Regions from separate parts of the Mus musculus genome. Here regions 1, 2, 3, 4, 5 and 6 are each linked to region 7. Evidence: chromatin contacts called from public promoter capture Hi-C data. All regions are on one chromosome and are shown on one strand. The core of a region is the stretch at or near the end of the contact, and the rest is flanking DNA. Distances in the headings are between cores, read along the strand shown. Region 1 holds the start of Kat8 (K(lysine) acetyltransferase 8). Region 2 holds the start of Rgs10 (regulator of G-protein signalling 10). Region 3 holds the start of Pycard (PYD and CARD domain containing). Region 4 holds the start of Zfp646 (zinc finger protein 646). Region 5 holds the start of Armc5 (armadillo repeat containing 5). Region 6 holds the start of Vkorc1 (vitamin K epoxide reductase complex, subunit 1). Region 7 holds the start of Rabep2 (rabaptin, RAB GTPase binding effector protein 2).

Evidence for each region. Promoter capture Hi-C pulls out the DNA fragments that hold promoters and counts their contacts. Capture Hi-C pulls out chosen DNA fragments and counts their contacts.
Region 1: a contact with region 7 is called in a promoter capture Hi-C map of neutrophils, with 6 times the contacts expected there. The contact joins the promoter of Kat8 here to the promoter of Rabep2 in region 7. A contact is called at or near these places in 5 of 39 promoter capture datasets (the C10 cell line, liver, neutrophils and 1 more) and 1 of 9 other capture datasets (adipose tissue).
Region 2: a contact with region 7 is called in a promoter capture Hi-C map of pre-B cells, with 2.3 times the contacts expected there. The contact joins the promoter of Rgs10 here to the promoter of Rabep2 in region 7. A contact is called at or near these places in 3 of 39 promoter capture datasets (liver and pre-B cells).
Region 3: a contact with region 7 is called in a promoter capture Hi-C map of liver, with 4 times the contacts expected there. The contact joins the promoter of Pycard here to the promoter of Rabep2 in region 7. A contact is called at or near these places in 3 of 39 promoter capture datasets (the SN4741 cell line, liver and pre-B cells).
Region 4: a contact with region 7 is called in a promoter capture Hi-C map of adipose tissue, with 2.5 times the contacts expected there. The contact joins the promoter of Zfp646 here to the promoter of Rabep2 in region 7. A contact is called at or near these places in 3 of 39 promoter capture datasets (liver and pre-B cells) and 1 of 9 other capture datasets (adipose tissue).
Region 5: a contact with region 7 is called in a promoter capture Hi-C map of liver, with 3 times the contacts expected there. The contact joins the promoter of Armc5 here to the promoter of Rabep2 in region 7. A contact is called at or near these places in 5 of 39 promoter capture datasets (the C10 cell line, liver, neutrophils and 1 more).
Region 6: a contact with region 7 is called in a promoter capture Hi-C map of liver, with 4 times the contacts expected there. The contact joins the promoter of Vkorc1 here to the promoter of Rabep2 in region 7. A contact is called at or near these places in 4 of 39 promoter capture datasets (liver, neutrophils and pre-B cells), 1 of 484 Hi-C or Micro-C datasets (B cells) and 1 of 9 other capture datasets (adipose tissue).

The regions. Positions count from the first base shown.
Region 1 is chr7:127,910,825-127,914,052 of GRCm38.p6, forward strand. Kat8 (K(lysine) acetyltransferase 8) reads left to right here and starts at 1,693. Exons shown (of 11, transcript NM_026370.2): 1 at 1,693-1,918. The coding sequence starts at 1,708.
Region 2 is chr7:128,416,702-128,419,912 of GRCm38.p6, forward strand. It overlaps Rgs10 (regulator of G-protein signalling 10), which reads right to left and starts at 1,471. Exons shown (of 5, transcript NM_026418.2): 1 at 1,365-1,471. The coding sequence starts at 1,413.
Region 3 is chr7:127,992,067-127,995,454 of GRCm38.p6, forward strand. Pycard (PYD and CARD domain containing) reads right to left here and starts at 1,801. Exons shown (of 3, transcript NM_023258.4): 1 at 1,317-1,801; 2 at 1,049-1,105; 3 at 1-899. The coding sequence starts at 1,587. The coding sequence ends at 646.
Region 4 is chr7:127,876,121-127,879,098 of GRCm38.p6, forward strand. It overlaps Zfp646 (zinc finger protein 646), which reads left to right and starts at 1,581. Exons shown (of 3, transcript NM_172749.4): 1 at 1,581-1,987; 2 at 2,450-2,978. The coding sequence starts at 2,533. It overlaps Zfp668 (zinc finger protein 668), which reads right to left and starts at 716. Exons shown (of 3, transcript NM_146259.4): 1 at 1-716.
Region 5 is chr7:128,236,008-128,239,337 of GRCm38.p6, forward strand. It overlaps Armc5 (armadillo repeat containing 5), which reads left to right and starts at 1,350. Exons shown (of 6, transcript NM_146205.2): 1 at 1,350-2,582. The coding sequence starts at 2,120. 9130023H24Rik (RIKEN cDNA 9130023H24 gene) reads right to left here and starts at 2,024. Exons shown (of 1, transcript NM_177001.3): 1 at 1-2,024. The coding sequence starts at 1,412. The coding sequence ends at 399.
Region 6 is chr7:127,894,336-127,897,732 of GRCm38.p6, forward strand. Vkorc1 (vitamin K epoxide reductase complex, subunit 1) reads right to left here and starts at 1,282. Exons shown (of 3, transcript NM_178600.2): 1 at 1,074-1,282; 2 at 170-279. The coding sequence starts at 1,246.
Region 7 is chr7:126,426,944-126,430,312 of GRCm38.p6, forward strand. It overlaps Rabep2 (rabaptin, RAB GTPase binding effector protein 2), which reads left to right and starts at 1,824. Exons shown (of 13, transcript NM_030566.2): 1 at 1,824-2,213; 2 at 2,633-2,842. The coding sequence starts at 2,189.

The sequences.
Region 1 (3,228 bases), core at 443-2,942, 1.5 Mb after region 7:
GTTGTGTGCTACTGTAAAAGTTACCAGTGCATGCTGGGTACGTAAAACCATGTGGCAGGAGCCAGTCAGTCTCAACAATAGAGCGTGAGAAAAGGAGCTTTATTCCAGTAAGCCAGCTAAGGAGGAACTGGCTGGCATTATCATCCCTAAAAAACAAAGGTCTTACAGTGCTGCTTCTTTTCATCGACTAGTTCGCCCACAACGCAGTTCCTAAAGTAGTATGCACTGGGCAAGCTATTAAAGGTGTCCGGTGCCCCAATACAGTAATTAAGGAAAACACGTGTGTGTGTGTGTGTGTGTGTGTGTGTGTGTGTGTAGAAAGGTGAAGTTAAACAGCAAATTAGACATGTGTTACTCCAATTCATCTACCAATAAGTTTACCTTGAATGCTGCTATATAGCTTATATAAAGCTATGACTTAACCATATGTATATATGGTTTAACCTTTACTGAGTCTCAGAGAATTGGTATTCTGTACTTGGAGGAGTGTCACTACAGATTCTCCAGGCACTGTCTCCCTGCTCAAACCCTTCTTGGCTGGAGATGTTCAGTGGTAGTGTTTGCCTAACATTAATGAAGCTTCGGGTACAATCTCTAGCAGTGCATGAACCTGGTGTGGTGCCATCCTAACCTCAACATTTGAAAGGTGGAGGTTAGACAACCACTCAAGGTTCTCCCTGGCCACGCTCGAGGTTTTTTGTTTTTGTTTTTCAAAGATTTATTTATTTATTATATGTAAATACATGTACACTGTAGCTGTTTTTAGACACTCCAGAAGAGGGTGTCACATCTTGTTATGGATGGTTGTGAGCCACCATGGGGTCTTAACTCGGGACCTTCATAAGAGCAGTCAGTGCTCTTAACTGCTGAGCCATCTCTCCAGCCCCGCTACATGAAATTCTTAAGAGAAAAGAAGTTGCCGGGCAGTGGTGGTGCAGGCCTTTAATTCCAGCACATGGGAGGCAGGGGCAGGCAGATTTCTGGTCTACAGAGTGAGTTCCAGGACAACCAAGGCTACACAGCGAAACCCGGTCTTGAAAAAAAAAGAGAGAGAAAGAGTGAGTAAGTTTATTTTGAAGGTAGTTTATTTGGCACACCTGTTCTTTTCCTGTCTCAACTGGTTTTTGCTCCCACCCTGAGCGAGAGACGCAAATATAGAGTGGGTAGCATATAAAAAGCCCTGGGTTTTGGCCCCAAGCATCCCATAAAACTTAATTCAGTGATAGAGTACAACTGTAATCCCCAGGATACTGCTGCACGTTCAATGAATTTCAGGCTAGCCTCTGAGAACCTTTCTCAAGAAATAGGAATGCTCGCCTTTAATCCCAGCATTCGGGAACCCAAGGCAGGAGGAGCTAGGTCAGCAAGTGTGTAGGCAGCCCGGGCTATGTCACAACAAACAACTCCACAAAAATAGCTAAGTCCGGGTGTGGCGGTGCACGTCTTTAAATACCAGGACTCAAAAGGCAGAAGCAGGTGGATCTCGAGGCCAGTATGGTCTACATAGCGAGTTCCAGGTCAGTTAGGACTGTAATTAGACCCTGTCTCAAGTTGGGCCAATTTTTAGCAACAACAGCCACACGCAGTACGCACAAAACAAAACCTTGCCACGTCACAACCTCCCCACCTCCAACACGCAAGACTATGCCCGCCCCCACTGATCCGGAAATAAAAGCGGCTCTCTGGCCGGTCACTTCCGGCACAGCAATGGCGGCACAGGGAGCTACAGCTGCAGTTGCTGCAACAACTTCAGGAACTGTAGGGGAGGGAGAGCCCGGCCCGGGGGAAAATGCAGCAGTCGAGGGGCCTGCCCGGTCCCCGGGCCGGGTCTCTCCGCCGACTCCGGCGCGTGGCGAACCAGAAGTCACCGTGGAGATCGGAGAAACGTACCTGTGCCGGCGGCCGGATAGCACCTGGCGTGAGGGCGGGGCCCAGGGCCTAGGGGCGGGATTTAGGGAATGGGCATGGCCTAGGAATGGGCGCTCTGTGGGGCTGGGAGTCTTGGGGCCAGGGTGGTGACTCAGGTAAGAAGGCGGGATTTCGGGAGCTGAGAAGCCCACTTTGTAATTGGAGGTTGGAGTCAGGCCATGCTTGTTTTCACCTGTAAAGCCACCAGTCAGCTGAATACAGAGTTGGCCTGTGAACATTCACTCTGGTTCGATTTCAGGCTTCATTTTTTTTTTTTTTTGCTATATCTGTTCCTTCATTGGTGTTTTGTTGTCTGTCTTTACATTTCTCTTGCCCCCTCATCGCCAGCAAAGAGGACAGCCCAGTTCCTAAAAACACGTTTCCTTATCTTCCTTATCTTTTCTTCCTTTTCTTTCCCTCTTCAAAATAAACCTCAAGCTGCTGGCTTCAAAATAAACTCCGAGCTGAGATGGCTCAGGACATAAAGGTATTTGTCACCAAGTCTGGTGATTTGAGTTCTGTCCCCAGGACCCACATGGTAGAAGGAGACAATGATTCTTACTGTTTGCCCTCAGAATCCATATAAGAGTATCCCCCACCCCCTAATACGATAAATACATCTAATTTAAACGAATAAATGTCGGTCATGGTGGCATACACCTTTAATCCCAGCCCTGGGAAGGCTGTGAGTTTGAGGCCAGCCTGGTCTGCATAGCAAGTTCCAGAAGAGCCAGGACTACATAGAGAGACCTTGTCTCAAAACATAATTAAACTCCTTAGACTGGGTTTGTTTGTTTTTTGTTTTGTTTTTTGTTTTTTCGAGACAGGGTTTCTCTGTGTAGCCCTGGCTGTCCTGGAACTCACTCTGTAGACCAGGCTGGCCTCGAACTCAGAAGAAATCCGCCTGCCTCTGCCTCCCAAGTGCTGGGATTAAAGGTGTCTGAGACCTTTCCAGTTTCTAGGCACTTCTAGTAAGGGCTATTGCCAGACCAATCTTGCTCTGCCCGCCAAAACTATGTGTTTATGTGCCTTTTATCACCTGCTCTTGCTATAAGTAATCTCATGTCTTCCTGGCTAGCTCTTACTCATCTCTTAATTTTTGTTTTTTAAAAAGTTATTTATTTATTTTTTATTATTATTTTTAAAATTTATTTATTTATTACATGTAAGTACACTGTAGCTGTCCTCAGACTCTCCAGAAGAGGGAGTCAGATCTCATTCTGGGTGGTTGTGAGCCACCATGTGGTTGCTGGGATTTGAACTTCAGACCTTCGGAAAAGCAGTCGGGTGTCTTACCCACTGAGCCATCTCACCAGCCCC
Region 2 (3,211 bases), core at 221-2,720, 2.0 Mb after region 7:
GTTCCAGCCTTGATGTCTGACATATGTTGATATGTCCCACCACAGTTCATTTCAGTCCACCTATGACGTAGCAACCAGTTCCCAGATGCCCTGAACATTTAGCAATTGGTTCTTGCAAGCTACACTGAGCCAGCACCAGCACAGCTCTGCGGCACAGAAAGGTCCAAGGACATTCATTATTCAGTGTGGCGGAGTGGCAGAGTCAAGGTTGGAGTTTAACTCCGGTGCCTAGAATCTGACCACCACTCAGTGTCAGCCATCAGCATCACAAGGGAATGTGACCACTCGGGAACACTAATGGAGCATTTCAACGCATATTAAGACAACAGTGCAAACTCTTTACAATAACTCTATGGAATCTGACTTTAGTGGGGTTGTCTTAAATAATTAATGAAATGATTTGCATGTGGCTGATGGGGGGGGGGGAGTCTCCAATTAAGCACTTAAAGCTACCCTTTGCACATCCCCAGTCACAAAGAAGTTGCACAGCTGTCGAGTGGTGGCCAAGGGATTGGGTCTATGTCTGATTGCAGCCGCTTAACCACGTTTGATATTTACGTGAAAAGAGGAAACCGGCTAAAGCGTAGTGAATCTCTGGGCGACAGAAAAGCAAGCCTTTGAACCCCGAACCCAGAGTCAAGCAAATAAACCTACGTTTAAAAAAATCCATCAGCTAAGAGTAGAGCAGGTTACCCAACACCCTGGCTTTAGAGCCCCACCCCTCCGACGCGGCTGCTCTAATGGTGAAGACAAGAGAAAGCACACAAGGTGTCAACACAGCTCCTGGCCACAACCTAAGCCATCAAAGAGTGTTAGGTGTTATTAAGAACAAAAAGGATGGCACGATTCAAATCACCATTTCTGCACCGTGGGTTCTTTGTCTTGCCAAGTTGCCCCAAACTGTGGGTCAGGCAGGTTCAGGGGGAAAAACAAAGTGACTCCCCCGCCGTGTCACACAAGTTCCTCCCCCGCCCTGGTGTGCAGCCACCTTGGGACTCCACTTTTTTTGGCGCCGCGGGGCCGGCCACTCCGGGGATGCAGAGGTCCGGCGGAGCATCCTTCCCATTCCGCCCGAGAAAGAGGCTGCACGCAGGAGGGAAGCCTGGCTTCCCACGCTGCCTCGGAGTGAGGGGCTGTTAATGTGTCTCCCGTGGTTCCCAGACCTTCTCTAGAAAGAAAGCTGCTCTGACTCCCGCTTCAAGCCCAACTTCCTCCCCGGGCGGCTCCCCGGCTCTGCGCTCCCGCCGCGGCTGGGACAGAGCGAGCGGGGAGGAGCGCGGCTGCTGTCCGGGCGGCACAGCGAGCCGCGCCAGGGGACCCGGCGACCCCGTCCTTCCCGCGCCCAAGCGCCCGCAACCGCTTACCAGACGGCGGCCGCTTCCTGCTCAGTCGGCTCACGGCGCGGGTGAACATCGCCGCGGGCGTCCAGAGGACGGAGCAGCCGGGCAGCGCGGCGGCTAAGCCCGAAGAGGGCAAGGAGGAGGAGGAGCCCGCGCGACGCCGCCCCTCCAGGCTCCGCCCGCCGCCTCCTCCCCGCCGCGCTCCCCTCTCCCTGCCCACCCGCGCCCGTGGGCACTGGGTCCAGCCCTCAGTTACCCGCGCAGGGCAGGGCGCGGTGGCCCCGGGTGACCCTCAGCTCCCGCGCACATCCCGGTCCCTCCCCTCGCGGCCTGGAGACATACAGCGTTCGGTGTCCCTGCCAGGCCCGAGTCACCTCCCAGATCGCCCCCGGGTCTACCCGATTCCGTGGGCGCGCGGCCTGCTCACGCCGCGAATGCCCGGGAGGCGTCACCAGAGTCCCGAGCCAAGCCGCCGCGAGTGGGCGCCCACTCTGGCCCACGCCACGCCTGTGCCGGGGCTTCCAAGCCCCGGGACAAACCTCGGAGAACGCTGTCTGGAGCCTCTGCGGTTTCAGAGTGGATCTGAGCGCGCCAGCACATTTTTTAACTTGGACGACACTTGGGTGCAGTCTCAGGAGAACCTTTGCGCTCAACTACCGGAATCCTGTAGATCCCAGCGCCGGGCTCAACGCTCCTCCTGGTGCCAGTCACCTGCTCAGCGCCGCGCTCCACGCTCATCTAGTTTCCCATTTCTTTTTACCAAACAGCCCAAGAGGGGGGTGTCGTTAGCCCCATTTTCTTGAGCATTCGGTTTGCAAGGAATTGTCTTTCTGGCGAGTTTTATTTTTCTCCTTGTGGGTCTGGCTTTGTCTCGAAATTGGTCTTTATTTTTAGCTGTGCTAATTGCTATTTTTCTAAACCATTCCCCAGTCGCCCCCCCAACCCCCCGCGCGCGTTCTTTCGCAGGATTTTCACTAGTTGGCACTTTCCTTTATATCTTCTATTCTGAGCTTCCCATTTTGCTCTATTTTCCTCCCTTTTTGTCCACCCTGCAGTCCCAACGCCACCTCAGCCCTGGCCCTCTGTGGTTATTCACCATCTCTCTGCCTACCCTTCCCCACTCCATCATTTCCAAACACGGCCATTTGTGCTATCCAAAGAGGATGTTCCGTCCCCTGAAGGCTGCAGAGGTCTTCAGCTGCGGCTTGCAGGTGAGCACCATCAGTGTGGCTTCCAAGCCGGGGTTTCTGAATGTCTCCAGCTGCTATTGCCGCCCGCCCCCCCCCCAAGCTTCCTGGCCATTGAAATAGCTCTTGGGTCATAGGCTCTGTAAAAGCTGAGCCTAAACCGACACAGACACAGACATAATGGTGCTCTCCTTTAATCCCAGCAACCCCAGCACTCCGGAGGCAGAAGCAGGAAGATTCTTTGAGTTAGAGGACACCCTGATATACATAGCAATGTCTAAGGCAGCTACATAGAGAGTCAGAAGGAAGGAGTCAGAAGGGAGGGAGGGAGGGAGGGAGGGAGGGAGGGAGGGAGGGAGAGAGAGAGGGAAAGAGGAAGGGAAGGGAATGAAGGAAGGAAGGAAGGAGAGAGAGAAGGCAAAACCAAACCATCCCAGTGGGATCACTGCATTCTGAGAACAGTAACAAAATTTTCCCTGCCCACCTCCATTGAAAGCGTCCCCAGAGGCTGATCACAAATACACCGAAGCTAACACAGGAAAGGAGGAGACTCTAGCACAATGGAGTAGAAGTTAGACACAGGCAGCCAAAGCCAGCAGCACTAGCAGCCAGGTTCTTCCCACCGTGCCGGCAGCAAGCCTGGTGTGGTCTAAGACATGCTCCGAGGGAGGCCGTACTGAGAGA
Region 3 (3,388 bases), core at 551-3,050, 1.6 Mb after region 7:
CATAATTAAAAAAAAAAAAAGGCTTGGGCTGGGCATGGTGATACATGCATTTAATCTCATAACTCAGGAGGCAGAGCTGGGCAGATCTCTTGAGTTAGGCCAGCCTTGTCTAGACAGGAGTTCCCAGAGCCCAAAGTCTTCTACGGACTGGTTTGTTTCTAGGTGCCTTTCTAAGCCCCATTGCCTGTTTTTTTTTTGTTTTTGTTTTTTTGAGATAGGGTTTCTCTCTGTACCCTTGGCTGTTCTGGAACAGCCTCCTCTGCCTCCTGGTTGCTGGGATTAACCATTACCTGGTTCCCATCCCCCCCTCTCGCTTTTTAGCTTGACCTGGATAATGTTACATGTGTTCTCAAAGGTAGCCTTTTGGGATAATATGGGAAAAGCTCCCAAATGGGGAGCCAGGAATCATTTGAGAAGCCTTTGCACTAGAATGGAGAAGCCATAACTTGGGTCTGTGGAATTTAGGTGTTGGAGACTGATTTGTGCATGTTTGGTATATGTTCTACCACTGGGCCACATATGGCCTTTGGAAATGTAGCTTAGCTCAGCAAAAACATCCCAGAGAGTAAACACAAATACAAATTGTTTTTTCAAAAATTGTGTATACAAAGTCAGGAGCTAGATAATGTAGCTGGAAAAGATACCTCAGCTCTGCTCCAGGTCCATCACCAAGTAGGGATGTATTTCCTTCAAGGCCTGGAGGAGGGAGTCCTTGCAGGTCAGGTTCCAGGATGGAACAAAGCTGAAGAGCTTCCTCATCTTGTCTTGGCTGGTGGTCTCTGCACGAACTGCCTGGTACTGTCCTTCAGTCAGCACACTGCCATGCAAAGCATCCAGCACTCCGTCCACTTCTGTGACCCTGGCAATGAGTGCTTGCCTGTGCTGGTCCACAAAGTGTCCTGAGGGTGGAAGTGAAAGCAGTGTTTAAAACTGCTTCAAAATTTACTAACGCAGTTTTAGGGGTTGGAGAATCAAGGAAAGCCACCCACCATGACTACATAGGCAAAGATAGGCTGTGCAAGGGTGTGGTAGGGTGGGGAGGCCTCACCTGTTCTGGCTGTACTCTGAGCAGGGACACTGGCTGCAGCTGCCACAGCTCCAGACTCTGCAAAGAAATGCCAGGTGGATCTTTATCAACAGACTTTCAGGGGTTCACTCCCACTCCACCCACGGTGCTAAGTTCAAGGCTACAAAGGGAAGATTTTTTTTTTTTTTTTTTTTTTGGCTATGGCAGGAGGAACAGTTAAGCGCCAAAGAGGCAAGCCTCTGCTGGTGTGCAGGAAGTTGAGGGTAGACGAACAAGGGGACACACTCACCTTCTTTAGTCGTTTGCAGCTGCTCAGCCAGCTCCTGTAAGCCCATGTCTCTAAGCACAGTCATTGTGAGCTCCAAGCCATACGACTCCAGATAGTAGCTGACAAGTTTGTCAGTGAGATCTATGGCGTCCATCTGCAGCAGGGCCCCGCGTGGGATGCGCCCATAGCCTTCTCGCAGTTGCACTGTCAGCAGCTTCATCTTGAACTTTTTGAGTTCATCCCCTGACAAGTTTTCAAGAGCGTCCAGGATGGCATCTCGTGCCCGCCCCATGGCTCTGGGGTGGGCAGCCGCGGTCACCTTTTACTCTTGCTGCTGCTCGCCTGCTGCAGCCTGCCTGCTGCCAGCCCGCCAAGACCAGGAAGTCAGCTGCTTAGGCCGATGGGCATGCTGGGACTCCCCCACCCTCTTTTCTTACAGCTCCTGTTCTTTCCCCAGCAAACTAGTTTTGGTTTCCGCCCCTAAGACTTTCAGACTTGGCTTTTTGGCTAGGCTGAAGAAACTAGGTGGAGGTGGGTTGGTGGAGGAAGTGGGGTGGGGACAGAGGGTGGAGCTAAGTTGTTACTCTGGCAGGTCCGGAGATGCTGAGAGACTCAATAGAGCTTACTTGCAAACCAGCTGTTGCTGAAAAGCAACCTGTTTCTGTTGAGTTTCTTGGAGCATAGAGGTTTAGAATCTTGGAAATCTAGACGCCCCAAATTTTGTTTCCCCAGATCTTAGGATCCACTCACATGCCATTGAATATTAGAATTTTAACAGCTAGAACACTAAGCCCCTTGAATTCCACAGATTTGGACAAAATGAAGTGCGAAAGAGAGTGACTATGTCTTCACCTTAGTTTCTTTCAGCTAAAAGTTTTTGTCACTCCCATCTCTCAGCCTCACATCTGCTAGAAGGTGGGGGACCTGGGCTCATGATGGGTTGGGTTGGAAGGGCTAAGGCTTCTTGAAACCTTACCAAATGCCCCAGCTATTAAATATTTTGTAGTGTGATGACAACTGGAGTGTAGAGACCTGAGTAGACAGCTAGCTACCCCCTTACTCCTGGGCTGGTTAGGATGACCTTGGAGCCTGCTCTGTACCCAGAATTCCTAACTGGCTTTAAACATGGCTGGGGGTCTACTGGTCCATCCCAGTTTTGATCTAGTCAGTCTTGTTTTATACCACACTGCCAGTTTACCCTTATCTTCAAGCTCAGTTCCTCTGGAGTTGCTTTTTCAATTCTTTGCACATGCTGTTCCCTAAACCTTGAAATTGCTTCTCTCTCAGACAAATGCTTGGCTCCTCAACCCTCAGGTTAAATGTTACTTCCTCCGAGAGTCCAGTCTTAAGAGTCCTCCATCTACCCATCTAGATCATATTGCTGCTAGTGAACAAAGCTACTTTTTTGTAGCTCTTGTGCTTTTGTGGGGGAGGGGAGGCTAGGGAGGTTGTTATAATGCCCAGCATGTGCCAAGGGCCCGCTACCTAGTCACCACTTAATGCTTTGCCTATTTATTTACTTTAGATAACCTTGTTGTGTAAGCTAGGCTAGTCTTGAACTCCTGATCCTTTTTGCTCAGCCCCCTGACTGGTTGGAATTGGAATAGCAGGTGTATTCTACCACATCTGGCTTAAGGAGCCTCCCTCCTCTATACAGGATGCCATTCTGTAGCCCTGGCTGTCCTGGAACTCGAGATCCACGTGTCTGCATCGCAAGTGCTTGGATCAAGGTGTGTGCCACTAGGACCAGCAGAGTTTTAACTCTTGACACTTTACAACTATGGATTAAGTTTGCAGGGTGACAGAGTGTCCATCCTTGTGGCATGGTATACCAGCAGCAATTGTGGTGAGATAGCCAGTGTACCTTGACTCATGGCTTATGGTTCCTCATTGATCCCTCCATAATTTTCAGATCATTATGGCCATATATGCATCTTACAGCCTACACAAAGGATGTTGTCCCTTTCCTACTCCTATGAGTCCCCAGATTCCTCAGAGTCAAATGTCATTACTAAGTAATTTTCAACTCTTCTTTAGGCTGGGATCCTCCATAAGTGTCACTTACATGCTTTTTGACAGTCCTTTTAATGGGA
Region 4 (2,978 bases), core at 331-2,830, 1.4 Mb after region 7:
GGGGCAGGCGCTAGGACCCGGAGGGAGGGCGGGGAGGGGCCGCCGGGCAGACGGCGGAAGTGGAAGGCCGCCTTCCTTGCTCGGGAGGAAGGAAAAACTTAGGGAAGCAGCCCCGAGCCTGCGGAAGCAGAGAAGTATCTTGCGAAGGGTTTCTGGGTGCTGAGGGGCTGGCACGCCGGGCTGATTGACGGCGGACACCCGCCAAGTCGCCGGAAGCGTCTGCAGGAGCTAGGAGGTGGGACGATGCGGAGAGGGCGCTCGGGCTTTGTGGTGCCCGCGTCCACGTCGAGTCCACATTTCCTCTAACAGCGAGGAAAGGACTCAGCGAGGATCCCTCCACGCCAGCCCTGGGAAGAAGCTTTTATGGAACCTCGTGAAAAGTGTCACCAAAGCGCCGTAGCCGGGGCTGCAGGGTCTTTCCTGTGACCGTACTGCCCGAATAAGCACGCGAAGGGTTTCAGCAGCTCTGGACGGAAGTGTGGCTTAAATCCATCCGAACGCCGCGCCGACCTGCGTGGGCGGAGCCAGAGCTGCGCCCGCAGCGGAGCGTGGGGGCTCACGCTGCCTGGGAGCTCCAGCATTCTGGAAATTGAGGCAGGAGGATTGCTCCGAGCTCGAGGCCGGCCCGGGCTGCAGAGTTAGACCCAGTCTCAAAACAACAAAAAGAAAACAAACAGTCGGGCCCACCCGGAACCTAGCGCCGGAAGCGTGTCCGTGCGGAAACACTGCCCGCGGGAGGGACAGGAAGTGTTCCCAGGCGGAAGTTTCGCGGGGAAGCATTAGCATCTAGGACACTTCCTGGTTCCTGGTAACAATAGGAAGTGTCCGCGGAACTGGGCTAGACTCTGGGTTCATACCAGCTGTCCCTGCTCCCTCTACCTCCTCCTCTCTCCCGCACCTTTCCCTCAGCTACCACTCCCGGGTACCCTGGCTGAGTGTGCGTGTGTATGGGCTCGAGAACTCTCGCACCAGCCACCACTTATGGCTCGCGGCTGCAGTTAGGGTAAGGGTCCCAGTGCGCAGGCGCGCTCCCGTTCACGACCTCCAACGGACGCGCCGGCGGCGGGAACCAGAAGGCACTCCTGGTGCGAGGTAGGGATCTAGAGAAGAAATTGGCAGAAAAGACGAGTGACTCTACAGGAATGTGATGGTGGTTGGTTAGGAAAAGGGGACTCGAGTGAAGGAGTTTTGAGAAGTGAGAATTCTGGGACCAGGCTCAGCTGGTGAGATTAGAAATAGTTGTGCTAGGGTCCCAGGAGACTAGTCAGCCCCGGAGAAAGGCCAGATGATGTGGCAGAAATGAATAGCTGCTGCTGGTTTTGGAATGAAGGTTGCCTCTTGAAGTGAGTTTATGTAAAAAAACGAGGTAACACGGCTTTGGATTTAGTGGTGTAAATGTACTTACAAGCTTATCATAGTGTCGCATGATTCTAGTCCCAGTTTGGGAAGCGAGGGCTACATAGTAAGACCCTGTCTGAAATGCCACCCACCCACCCCAAATACACTTGTGTAACAGCAGTGCTTGGCCCATGGTACTGTCCAGCCTGAGTTGCTATCATAATTTAGAGAAAAAGTAGAAGAGGGAATGAAAAGTGTTGGAGACAGCAAGGTAAGGTAGGTAGGGGATAGAAAAGGCAGAGAATAAAATGAACTTTCAACCTGAAATGGAATGGGATTAAATGTACTTAAAGGAAGTAAAACTAACGCCTAACAGGGAAACAGTGTGATGCTGAAAAGGCCAGGTTCATCCCTAAGAGGGCCTCTACCTTCTACAACACATAGGTGACCACTGAAGCCAGGTTCGTCCCTAAGAGGGCCTCTACCTTCTACAACACATAGGTGACCACTGAAGAAAGCAGCTGCTCTGCCATTCTTTTCAGACCACTCGGTTTAGCTGAAGAGTGAAGAAAGAAAGGTTGCACGTCTGTGTAAGGCCTGCCCAACAGTCGTGGCTGTCTCCTTCAATCTCAACTCTCAGGAGTCTGAGGTAGGAAAATTCATAAGTGTGAAACTAGTTTGGGCGACTGAGGGAATCCCAGAGCAGCTTGAACTTTACAGTGAGCTGAGACCATATCTCAAAAGCAAATAGTTCTGGTTCGTTGTTACAAAAACAAACACACACCTCATAGATTTTTGTTAGGTTGTCAGAATGATAGAGTGCACAGTCTGAAGATCAATAAGATCCATTATATATAACCTAAAAAACAAAATCAGTCTGTCTAGGCTCCAGATTTTATTTTCCTTATTTCTCTCAGGCTCTAGAGATGACTTAAACCTGGGGGAACATTTCTAGGAGTTTGTGCATAGCGAGGCTTTCTGAACCTCCAGACCTAAGAGAGAGCGGGTCCCTTGGCATGGATGTTTGGGGAACCTCTTTGCGACTTGCTTTAGTAACCAAGAAACAAAACTGACTCGATCCTTCCTTCTGACTACTGTCCCCCCTTTCTAGGCCTCAGCCCTTCTGCAGAGAGAATGCTGCTGCCACCTGTCTGTCCCTCCTGAGCCTCCAGGGGTTTTCTACCGCTTTGCCTCATGGAGGACATGCCCCTCTCATTCAGTTGCTCTGACTGTCAGCGCCACTTTCCTAACCTCCCAGAACTGGCACGGCATCGAGAACTGCGCCATTCATCTGCTAAGCAGGACGGGGAGGAAGCCGATGGCATCCCTCACCCCTATGGCAGTCACCCGGAGAACTTGGCCAACCATCAGAGGAACCATGAGACTCTTTTTTTCCCCTGTACCACCTGTGGCAAGGATTTTTCTAATCGCTTGGCCCTCCAGAGCCATATGAGGACTCATGCTCCTGAGAGCCACCGAAGGCACGGGCCTCCACATGCCATGGAAACCGCTCCACACCTTGGGAGTGAGACCATGGCTACTGACTCCTGGGGTCAGAGGCTTGGATCTGGGGAAGGCTGGGAAAATCAGACGAAGTTGGTACGAGAGACACATGACTGGGAATCTGGAGCTGACCCCAG
Region 5 (3,330 bases), core at 100-2,599, 1.8 Mb after region 7:
CCTTAGTTAAGTCACCTTCGGGACGTAGAAAAAAAGAAAAAAAAAAAAAAAAAAACTAACAACACTCTGGTCCCTTCATTGAAGCCAGGGATAACTGCAGAAACTCTCATCTTGGAACACCCATTGATGTTAGACAAGGCTAAGCGTTATGGGCAAAGGCTTGCCTTATTAAGGGGCAGATGGAGGTCTTCTTGCTCATGTGGGTCACCTGGTAGAAGAGCAAGTGGGAAATCTGACTGCAGCTCTTGACAAACCTGCAAATGAAAGGCCTTTGCTTGTGTGCATAGGCTGGTGTCCACAAAAATACTAGCTGCAATCAGGAAACTTCTAGGGTTTCTTGCCCATGTGTGAACATTGATGGAACTGTGGTGTGAGATTTTTGCCACATTCTGGAAAGGTCATTTGCTCAAGTGGATGCGCTGGTGTTCAGTGAACATGGTGATCTCACTAAAGCCACGACCACATTCAAGACACCTGAAGGGCGGTTCTCCATTGTGAGTGCGCTGGTGCCGTAGGCAGTTTGAGCTGTTGGTGAAGTTCTTGCCACACTCACAGCAATTGTAGGGCTTCTCACCCGTGTGTGAACGCTGGTGTTCTAGCAGATAGGAACTTCGCCCAAAGCTGTCTCCGCACCAGGCACAGAAGTAGGGTTTCTCGCCTGTGTGACAGCGCTGGTGCTGTAAAAGGTTAGAGCTCAGGCTGAAACTCTTGCCACAGAGGCCACAGCGGTAGGGTTTCTCACCAGTGTGAGTTCGCTGGTGCTGGATCAGGTTGGAGCTAACCCTGAAAGTCTTTCCACACTCAGCACACGCATAGGGCTTTTCCCCAGTGTGCACCCGCTGGTGTTTTGCTAGGTCTGCACTGCGACCAAAGGCCTCTCCGCACTCCATGCACTTGTGCGGCCGGAGACCTGAGTGAGAACGACGGTGTTTAGTGAGATTAGAGCTGAGGCTGAAGCAACGGCCACATTCTGGGCAGGGGTATGGTTTTTCACCACTGTGAACTCGGTAATGCTTAACCAGATCTGAGCCACGCCGGAAGCTTTTGTCACACTCTGGACAGCTGTAAGGGCGGTCACACCCATGGCTGCTTTGATGGTGAATGAGATCAGAGAGACTGGGTACAGCCAACCCACAATCCCTACACTTGAAAGCTTTGGGGACTGCAGGATCACTGGTCTTGACAAAGGTTTCTTCCTTGGGGCCAGAGCCTGACCTACATAAGTACTGCTGGTCCAGCATTTTTTCCACGGGGGCTGGTTGTTCCGGCCGCGCCAGGAGGGGGCGCTCATGTAGCGCGGTCTCGCGATCCAGGGGCGACCTGGGGGCTCCCGGGAATTTTGACGTCCGGTTCTCCAGCAGCTTAGCCCCATCTAGATTCTCCCTGGTCACTTCTGGAGCCGCAAGTTCCATTGCGGCCGAAAAGCGCTCGGTTTCCTAAATGCCACCCGTTTAACTCATCAGCACAGTTGGAGAACGGGGCACTGGAGGCTTGGAGGCCGGTACCGGAAACGGAAAGGTCCCCAAGCCCGAGAGACTCTAGGAAGTGGCAGCGAACTTTCCCGGTAGGTTTAACTCTTTCATTCGCTTGGCGAGACCTTTCTGTCGGGAACTTAGCACTTTTGAAACGGCTTGGGGTTCTGCGAGTCTGTCAGTCCGGCTTTCGGAGCCATTGATCACCGCGCTTTGAGGGTTGCCAATCAAGTCTGAACGTCGCCGACAAGGACGTACCGGGAGCGAAGTGGCTAAGTCACGTTGGGGAGCACAGGACAGCACTAAGACTCCACCGCGGGGCGTCTGATCCTAGGAGCAACAGTTCACTCTTCGGCCCCGGGAGGAGTTTCTCACCCACTTAAACTGCACTAAGCTTGGCGCCGACTACATATCCCAGCATGCACCGCACGCGCCTCTTACTTTCCCACAGATAAATACCATTCTCGCCATGTCTTCTGCGACTGTGCAAGTACCGGAGTTCCAGAATCTAGAACTTGAACTTCCGACTCGCAAGATAACTGCGGCGGCGCTATTCCGAGGAGCAGCCTGGCCACGCCCCCCTCTTCCAGTTCCGCTCTCTCAGAGTACCGGCGAGACGCGGGGCGGAGCCTGAGGCCCGGGCCAAGATGGCGGCTGCGAGACCGGCCCTTACGGACTCGCTCTCGTTTTGCCTCGCGCAGCTCACGGCGGCGGCCGGGGAGGGGCCAGGTGGGGGAAAGGACCCAGCTACCAACGAGACACCCCTGGGCCGCGCGCTCTTAGCTCTTCGCACGCGCCACATCAAGGCGGCAGAGGGGATTGAGCGCTTCCGGGCACGCGGCGGGCTCCGCCCCCTTCTCGCCCTGCTCCGCCGAACGGCTGCTGCGGGCCCCGCCCCGTCCCAAGCAGCCTCTGGCTCCGCCCCTTCGTCGGTTGCGTCAGCTGGTTCTACCCCTGGCCACGCCCCCGCTGCCGAGTCGCTCTTGACGCCTTCGTTGCCAATGCGCCTGCGCAAGACGCTGGATTTGGCGCTCAGCATTCTAGCCAACTGCTGTACAGAAGGGGCGTGCCGGGCCGAAGTGCGGAGACTTGGAGGCATTCTCCCTTTGGGTAAGTGCTCCGCCCCCATTTCTTAGAAAGGTTCCAACCCACAGTATCTGCGCTGCCCTTCCATTATGCCAGGCCTCTGAGTACATGCTTTGTGATGGTGCAGCGCCACTCATCTCCTCAGGTGTGATGCTATGTGACGTCACTGCTCTCTCCATAAATTAGACCTGGACCTGCCCAGACCAGAAGTAGATACTGACTCCTGCCTCACTTTTGAGCAAGTGGCTTATACTTTGTTTTTGGTGCTTCTCGGGGACAGTACCCGTCCCTGTGCAAGGCTTCACATGGAAGAGCAGGAGGCCAGAAAGTGTAGTTTTAAAAGTTAGAAAGTGAGTTTAAAAGTCAGACATACCAAGCAAATCACCCAACCCCTCCAAAGCAAGAATTCTTTGTGTAATAACAATAGCTACCCGACAGGATTGAAGTTGAGTAGAAAATGAAATTCAAATGTACAGTGCCCAGACTCCAAGCATAAGTGGGTACTTAAACACAGGAAACAAATTCCAGCAGAGGATCAGCCTTTCTGTGTACCGGGTGATTTGGCGCCTCCTTATGGTGATGATGGGAACAAAGTTGCATCATTGCCTGTCCTGTATCTCAATTTTGACAAAAATCTTAATTTTTAAAGTGAAGCATTTTTATATTTAAACTTGCATAGATTGCAAGTAATGTGTTTGACAGTAGGCTTGATGGAATGCCAAGTTCTCTCTAACCTTGCCTGCTGTGCTGGGCCGTATTGCCTTTTGATTGG
Region 6 (3,397 bases), core at 32-2,531, 1.5 Mb after region 7:
GGATAAGCCTCCTGCTAAGTGTTCTGCTTTCTTGACTCCTTGTGATGAGATTGCTCAGTAATTAGCAGCTGGGTGTCAATTGTCTGGGTCACCGACACGACACGACACGAGGTGGGGCTGCTCTGGATTTCAGAAGACAGGTCATGAAGGGGCAAAGCCACTCACTCACCTAACAACAGCTGTAAGGTGTAGAACAGGCAACCAAATATGCTGTTGGATTGGTTGAGGACGCTGTCCGCTCCTAGCATGTGCTCCACCAGCCCAAAGCCCCGGCCCCACCTGGTGGAAGTGAAAGAAGCAGGTAAGTGGGGTAGGCCAAGTGCCTCTTGAGCTTTTTTGTAGAACAGTGATTAGCAAGAAGCTCCACCTACTAAGAGTCCAAAGGGCATTGACCTGGCATGTCCTGGGGCTCTTAGTGGCCTGTCATCACAGACTATCAATAATTTTTCAGGAGTTGGTGAGATGGCTCAGGAAAAACAAGTATCAGCTGCCAGGCCTGTCAACTGGATCGAATCCCCCCGCAGCCCACAAAGAAGGAGAGACTCAACTCCCGAACGTTATTCTCTTGACTTCCACATGCATGTAGTGGCATGCATGTGCCACCTCACAAACAAATAAATGAAAGGTTAAAAGTTTTTCCCAGCTTGATTTCGCTTTACGGTGATCACAACTGGGAAATCTATTTGCTTGGGCCTACAAAGCTACAGTTCCCTCACCACCCACTAACATTTGGTCCTCCAACCCGGACAGAGTGAGCCACTTTGTCCCCTCAGCACAGCCAATAGTCCACCCCCTCCTCCCGCTTTGTATCATCTCAAGTTTCCTCAGTCTCTATGCAATATACTGCCCTGCCTCCTCCAGTCTTCCCATCATTGGTATTTACAGTATCCTCAGAAAGCGTTCAAGCACCAGTATCTCTGTGAGGTCCAGTGTGCACGTCCGATTACCCACCAAAACCCATGGAGCCAGGCCGCTCTCAAAGTGTCCTTTCTGTGGACACTGCGACCCCAGACTCCAAAATTATCTGGTAACCTGGCCTTCAAGAGCCCCATGCTTTCCATGTCTGCACGCACCGAGAGGAGAAGACGCGGGAACAGCTGATGGCCGTGCCCACATCGCAGAGCGCGCGGTAATTTTCATCGCGGGCGCGCGCCGCCTTCACGTGCAGTGCGTACAGTGAGAGGGCTAAGCCAGCGAGGCACAGTGCAAGCCGCACGAGTCCAGGGCTCCTCCAGGTGGTGCCCATGTCGACAGTACAGCCCAGGGACAGGAGGGAAGAATCGCCACGGGGCAGGGCGGGGCCTGCTGTCACCACGCCCCTCCTACCGGAAGATTGGTCGGCCTCCGCTGGCGTTCTCCAATTCAATTGGTTATTCTTAGGCATGACAGCTAGGAATGCTGGGCTGGTAAACAGGATTTAGGAATGTGGGTAATCATTGATAACGCAGCTGCCGGGCATGATGGGAATTGTAGTTGGAGAGGCTGCAAGACATTAAGGGAAATTTGAGTATGTAGTGCTGTAAAGCTACTTTGTTTTGTTTTGTTTGGTTTTTCAAGGACAGGGTTTCTCTGTGCAGCCCTGGCTGTCCTGGAACTCACTCTGTAGACCAGGTTGGCCTCTAACTCAGAAATCTGCCTGCCTCTGCCTCCCAAGTGCTGGGATTTAAAGGCGTGTGCCACCATGCCCGGCTCTGTAAAGCTACTATTAACAGGACGGTAACACACACACACACACACACACACACAAACACAAACACACTGTCGCTATCTTCAGACACACCAGAAGAGGGCATTGGGTCCGGTTACATATGATTGTGAGCCACCGTGTGTGGTTGCTGAGAATTGAACTCAAGGACCTCTGGAAGTTCAGTCAGTGCTCTTAACTGCTAAACCATCTCCCGTTTAGCTCATTTGGGGGGGGGGGGGAGGTGAGACAGGGTTTCTCTGTGTAGCCCTGGTTGTCCTGGAACTCACTCTGTAGAAGACCAGGTTGGCCTCGAACTCAGAAATCCTCCTGCCTCTGCCTCCCGAGTGCTGGGATTAAAGGCATGCGCCACCACGCCCGGCTTAGCACATTTTTTATGACAAGTTCTGTCTATGCATCTGGTATGTCTAGAACCTACGGGTCAATAGACGAATGGAATTCCGCGAAAGCAGGGATACGACTCTGGAAGCATTTTCCCCGAAATTATTTCAGATACCATTTGTCTACAACCTGTCTTTCAAGATCACCGCCAGCCATCCCTCGTGTCTCACTAGCGCCCCTTGTGGGCAGAGGCACCCTCCCTCTCACAATAAATTCCTTTATCTAGGCCATACTTTCCTGTGATTTCCCAGACCTCTGTACCACTGTGGCGCACTCTTGGCAAAACCTGAGCCTGGATCAACCCAACAATCCCTCTTATATTATCTCCCCTTTACAAATATCCCCCCCTCCCCACTGAGGACCTGTCAGTTCTGTACTGTCTGCCTTTCCACCCTTCCCATTTGCCTGGAGTTTCTTCACCAGCTCCCTCTCCAGTTGTCTTTAATCTAATCCCTTCACAGCCAAGTTTTGGGAAGATTTTACATTCCCAGTCTTCCTTACGTCTTACTGATGCTCACATGACAAACTAGCTGCCCTTGAGCATGTCCTTGACACCTAGTTGCAAGCATGACTTGAACATTGAGTCTAATGTTTATTTTTAGAGTCAAAAAGTTTGACTTCCAAGTGATATTAGTTACTGCTTTAAGGAACTCTTTCTTCCTTGATGGCTGCCCTCTCTCCATGGCTTCTCCTTCTCGGGTCTACTTCTTTTACGTCAGAGAGTGTGGTGGATACTGTAAGTGTTCCTGCTCAGATGGGAAGGTATCCTGGGACTCGGAAGCCCAGGAACGACACAGCTGAGGAGAGAAGGTATTCCAATGGGAGGGCATCCTGAGACATGGGGGCCCAAGAGCCACACAGCTCTGAGAGGAAGCATCCTCAGCAGAGGCATTGCAGCTCCCAGGAAATGACATCCCCAGCTGAGCTGAGGAGCCTCAGCCCCACTCTGTCTCTTCGCTTCCTCCCTTCTTCTCTGTATTGCTTCTTTTGATGAGAGTCATGAAGTAGAAACTTATGGGTTCTTTGGAGAGTCAGTTGTGTTGGACGGTGTTTTGCTGTCACAAACGTGAAGAAACATTTCACTGAAGCAGACACAGGAGAGAGGATGTTCTGCTAAAGCAAGCACATGAAAGGACACATGATGAAGGAGCCTTTGCTAAGTACACACATGCATTGGCCTACCTTACATTGCTTAGTTGGGCTCTGATTGTTGGAACTCCAAAGAGAGAAACACACCAAAAACCTTCTGGTAGTGTGCTATGGCTTCTTACCATTTCCAGTGACTCAGGCTGATGGGCAGAGTGATATCAG
Region 7 (3,369 bases), core at 574-3,073:
TGGCTGTCCTGGAACTCACTCTGTAGACCAGGCTGGCCTCGAACTCAGAAATCCGCCTGCCTCTGCCTCCCGAGTGCTGGGATTAAAGGCATGCGCCACCATGCCCGGCTGAGAAGATATTGTAAGGAGCCAGGAGAAGAGTGTATGAAGAAACCACTAAAAGTCGCTGAATATACAGAAAAAAAAATAGAATAAAACTTACACCTAGATCTTTGGATGTGATTCCTTGCCAGAGCAGCCAGGTTGCTGGATTAAAATTCCTCTACAAGGCTAGCCTGTAACCAAGAGGAAATCTGCTTTGCTGTGGGTGCTGAAGCTGTAAACGATGTCATCGGGCTCCCACAGCAAATACTTTTACCCACAATGTAGTCCCTCAATGGCATCCCGCAAAAGATGTCAAAGCGGCAGTCAACCCCAGCCACAATAAAATGCCCTCGCAGAAGCTATCAAAAATGCCAGCTCCTGTCAAAATGGTGGCAGGGAGGAGGCCTTCTCAGCCTGCAGCCATCACAGGAGCTGTCCACTCGGATGCATTTCCTTACCCCCGCCCCCACCTCAGCAGGAGCTGTCCACGGTGGTAACGCCTTTCCTGCCTCGGCCTACACTCTTGGTGAATTACTACAGCAGGAGCTCTCCAGCCTCGCCAGCGGCCCTACAGAGGTGGTGCCTCAGTAAAAGCCGGCTGTGGCCAGGAAGGACTTCCTACCTTAACCCATAGCCTAGATGCAGGAAAAAAGGAAGGCGGGGGGGGGGGGGGGGGGAGTCAACAATCCTTAAGCAGGGAAACCCACCAATCTCTGGGCTTCCCGCAAAACCCCACCAATCCCTGAGCTCCCCAAAGTCAGGACTTGAAATCCCACCAATCCTTAATCTGGAACTCTCTGCCCTGAAAAGCTCCACCCCTAAGAAATCCTATCTAAGCTCTGCCCTCTATTTAATTCCGTGCTGTCTGCTCCTGGGAACAGAGGGCAGCCACCCCTGGATTTGTTCTTCACACCCAGGACCCTCCAATAAATCTCTTTCATGAGATTTTTCAAGGCAGGATCATATCAGCATCCAAGCAGACATTATGCAGAAGGAGCTGAGAGTTCAACATTTTGTTCTGAAGACAGAAGACTGGCTCCCAGGCAGCCGGGGGTGGGGGTCGGGAGGGAGTCTTAAAACCCACACCCACAGTGACATACTTTCTCCAAGAAGGCCATACCCACTCCAACAAAACCACACCTCCAAATAGTGCCACTCCCTGGGCCAAGCATTTTCAAACCACCACAGGCTGTCTGGGGATAATCTGTAGTGGGCTCCCTCTAACACTAAAAGCCCACCAGTAGGCACATAGGAGGAGGAGATAAGGGTTATCTTGCTAGTTCAGGCGTGATGGGTACTACGATTGGGTGTTAGTGCTGGAGAAATGAGGAAGGCATCCTGGTATAAGTACACTGGTGTGCATTCCAAGGAGACCACAAAGAATCAAGGACTTCCAGGTTCAAAGTCTTTTATAGAAAACCGGTTTGGAGGCAGGGGGACCCAGGCTCTGTACTTGTTTGAATTGCTGTGACTCTCCAAAGCGAGAGGTCATACATAATGAGAGATTGACCCAGACCCAGGCTGAAAGATTTACAGCCCTGGGAGTGGAGAAAGAGATTTGCAGGAAGCCATATGAAAATGGGATTGGAGACACGTAGATTTCGCACCTCTGCCACTGACTGCGCCAAGCTTCAGAACGCCAACCCAGCCCTGGCCCGCGGGGCGGAGATGCTGGGCGGGCCGGGCACACTTCGCAGTAACGCGAGTCGGGTTACGGCGGAAGGGCGGCCGGGCGGAGGGAAGGAGGAGGCCGCGCGCAGCGTCCTCTAGGACTAAGACCAGGCGTTCCAGGAGGTGGCCTCGAGTGGAGCCTCAGCAGATCCTCAGCACCAGAGAAGACTACCGCAGACCCGAAGCCCTCGGAGCTTCCAGGGAGCGCGGGAGCGCGGGGGCGGTCCCACGAGGCTGCAAGAAAGGCGGGATCCAGGCCGCGCGTCCACTCGAGTGCAGTCGGCGTCTCTTGACCATCCCGCCCTCCCACCCCCCGCGGCCCCTGCAGAGCCGATCCGGAAACAGCCGAGCGGATCCGGAAACAGCCGAGCGGACCCGGAAGCGGGAGTGCCATCACCAGTGAGTGCGGGAATCCGCCGTTTGGGCTGAGACGATGGCAGCTGCGCCAGCAACCCTAGGTGAGAATCGGGGGCACCGGCGGCCAGGAATCGGTGCGGGAGTTGCGCCGCTGCGCACGTGGGGAGCAGGGGGCTGGGGGCGGAGCCGAATGCGACTGCTGGCGGCAGCCGGCCAGCGCGGAGGCTCGGGAAGGGGGCGGGGCACAGCGCCCACCGGGGTGGGCGTGGCCTACACGGTGGGTGTGTCTGTGGGTGGGGCAGGTAAGGGGGCGAGGCGGGGCCACTGGAAGGGATTGGACGGTCGAGCCAAGTTAGTTGGGACTCCGGGAGGGGCAGGACCAGGGGAATGGGATGAGGTCCTTGTAGATGGAGAGTAGGACTGGGTTACTGGACTGCTGGGTGGCCTGAGGTGTTAGGAGATCGGCAAGCCGTGGGAATAAATCTTGGTCACTGTCCCCCCCACTCCCCGCTCCCCACAGCGCTGGATCCCCAGCCCCAAGAGAAGCAAAAGGATGCATCCGAGTCAAGTGAGCTCAGTCGGCTTCGTGCCGAACTGGCCGGTGCCCTGGCAGAAATGGAAACCATGAAGGCTGTAGCTGAGGTGAGCGAGAGCACCAAGGCGGAGGCAGTGGCTGCAGTGCAGAGACAGTGCCAAGAGGAGGTGGCCTCCCTGCAGGCCATCCTGAAAGGTGAGGCACCCGCTCCCAACACAACCCACCCGACAGCCTGTCTGCCTGCGCCCCTCTAGCAGGGAATGCAGGGCGAGGAGGGCTTCAGATGAGCTTCAGGTAGCTCAACAGAGAAAAGACTGTGTCCCAGAACCTGAGTGCCCCTTTCTATTTTGCAGAGAAACACCACAAGTGTTGTCAGCAACTCTTGTCAGTCACAGCTAAGTGTAGCAATCATCTTTACCCATGATACCCATGGGTATCATTTCTTGTTCTTGCTGACATAAGATCAGCCCAGAATACGAGCCAGAAACTTCGCATTTCTCTGAACCACCCTCATTTTCCTCTGGGCCTCGAGGCTCGAAACTCAGCCTGTTGTCTCTGAGCTTAGTCCTATGATTTCCCTTCCTTCCCAGGTATCCCTACAGCACCCTACACAAATACATGCATCTCCTTCCTTCTCCCCCTCTGTCTCATGGCCTCTGTGGATTGGGAGACACCAGCTTTCTTGGTCCCAGGTCCTCTGCCTTTTCCTGTTCTCCTCTGGG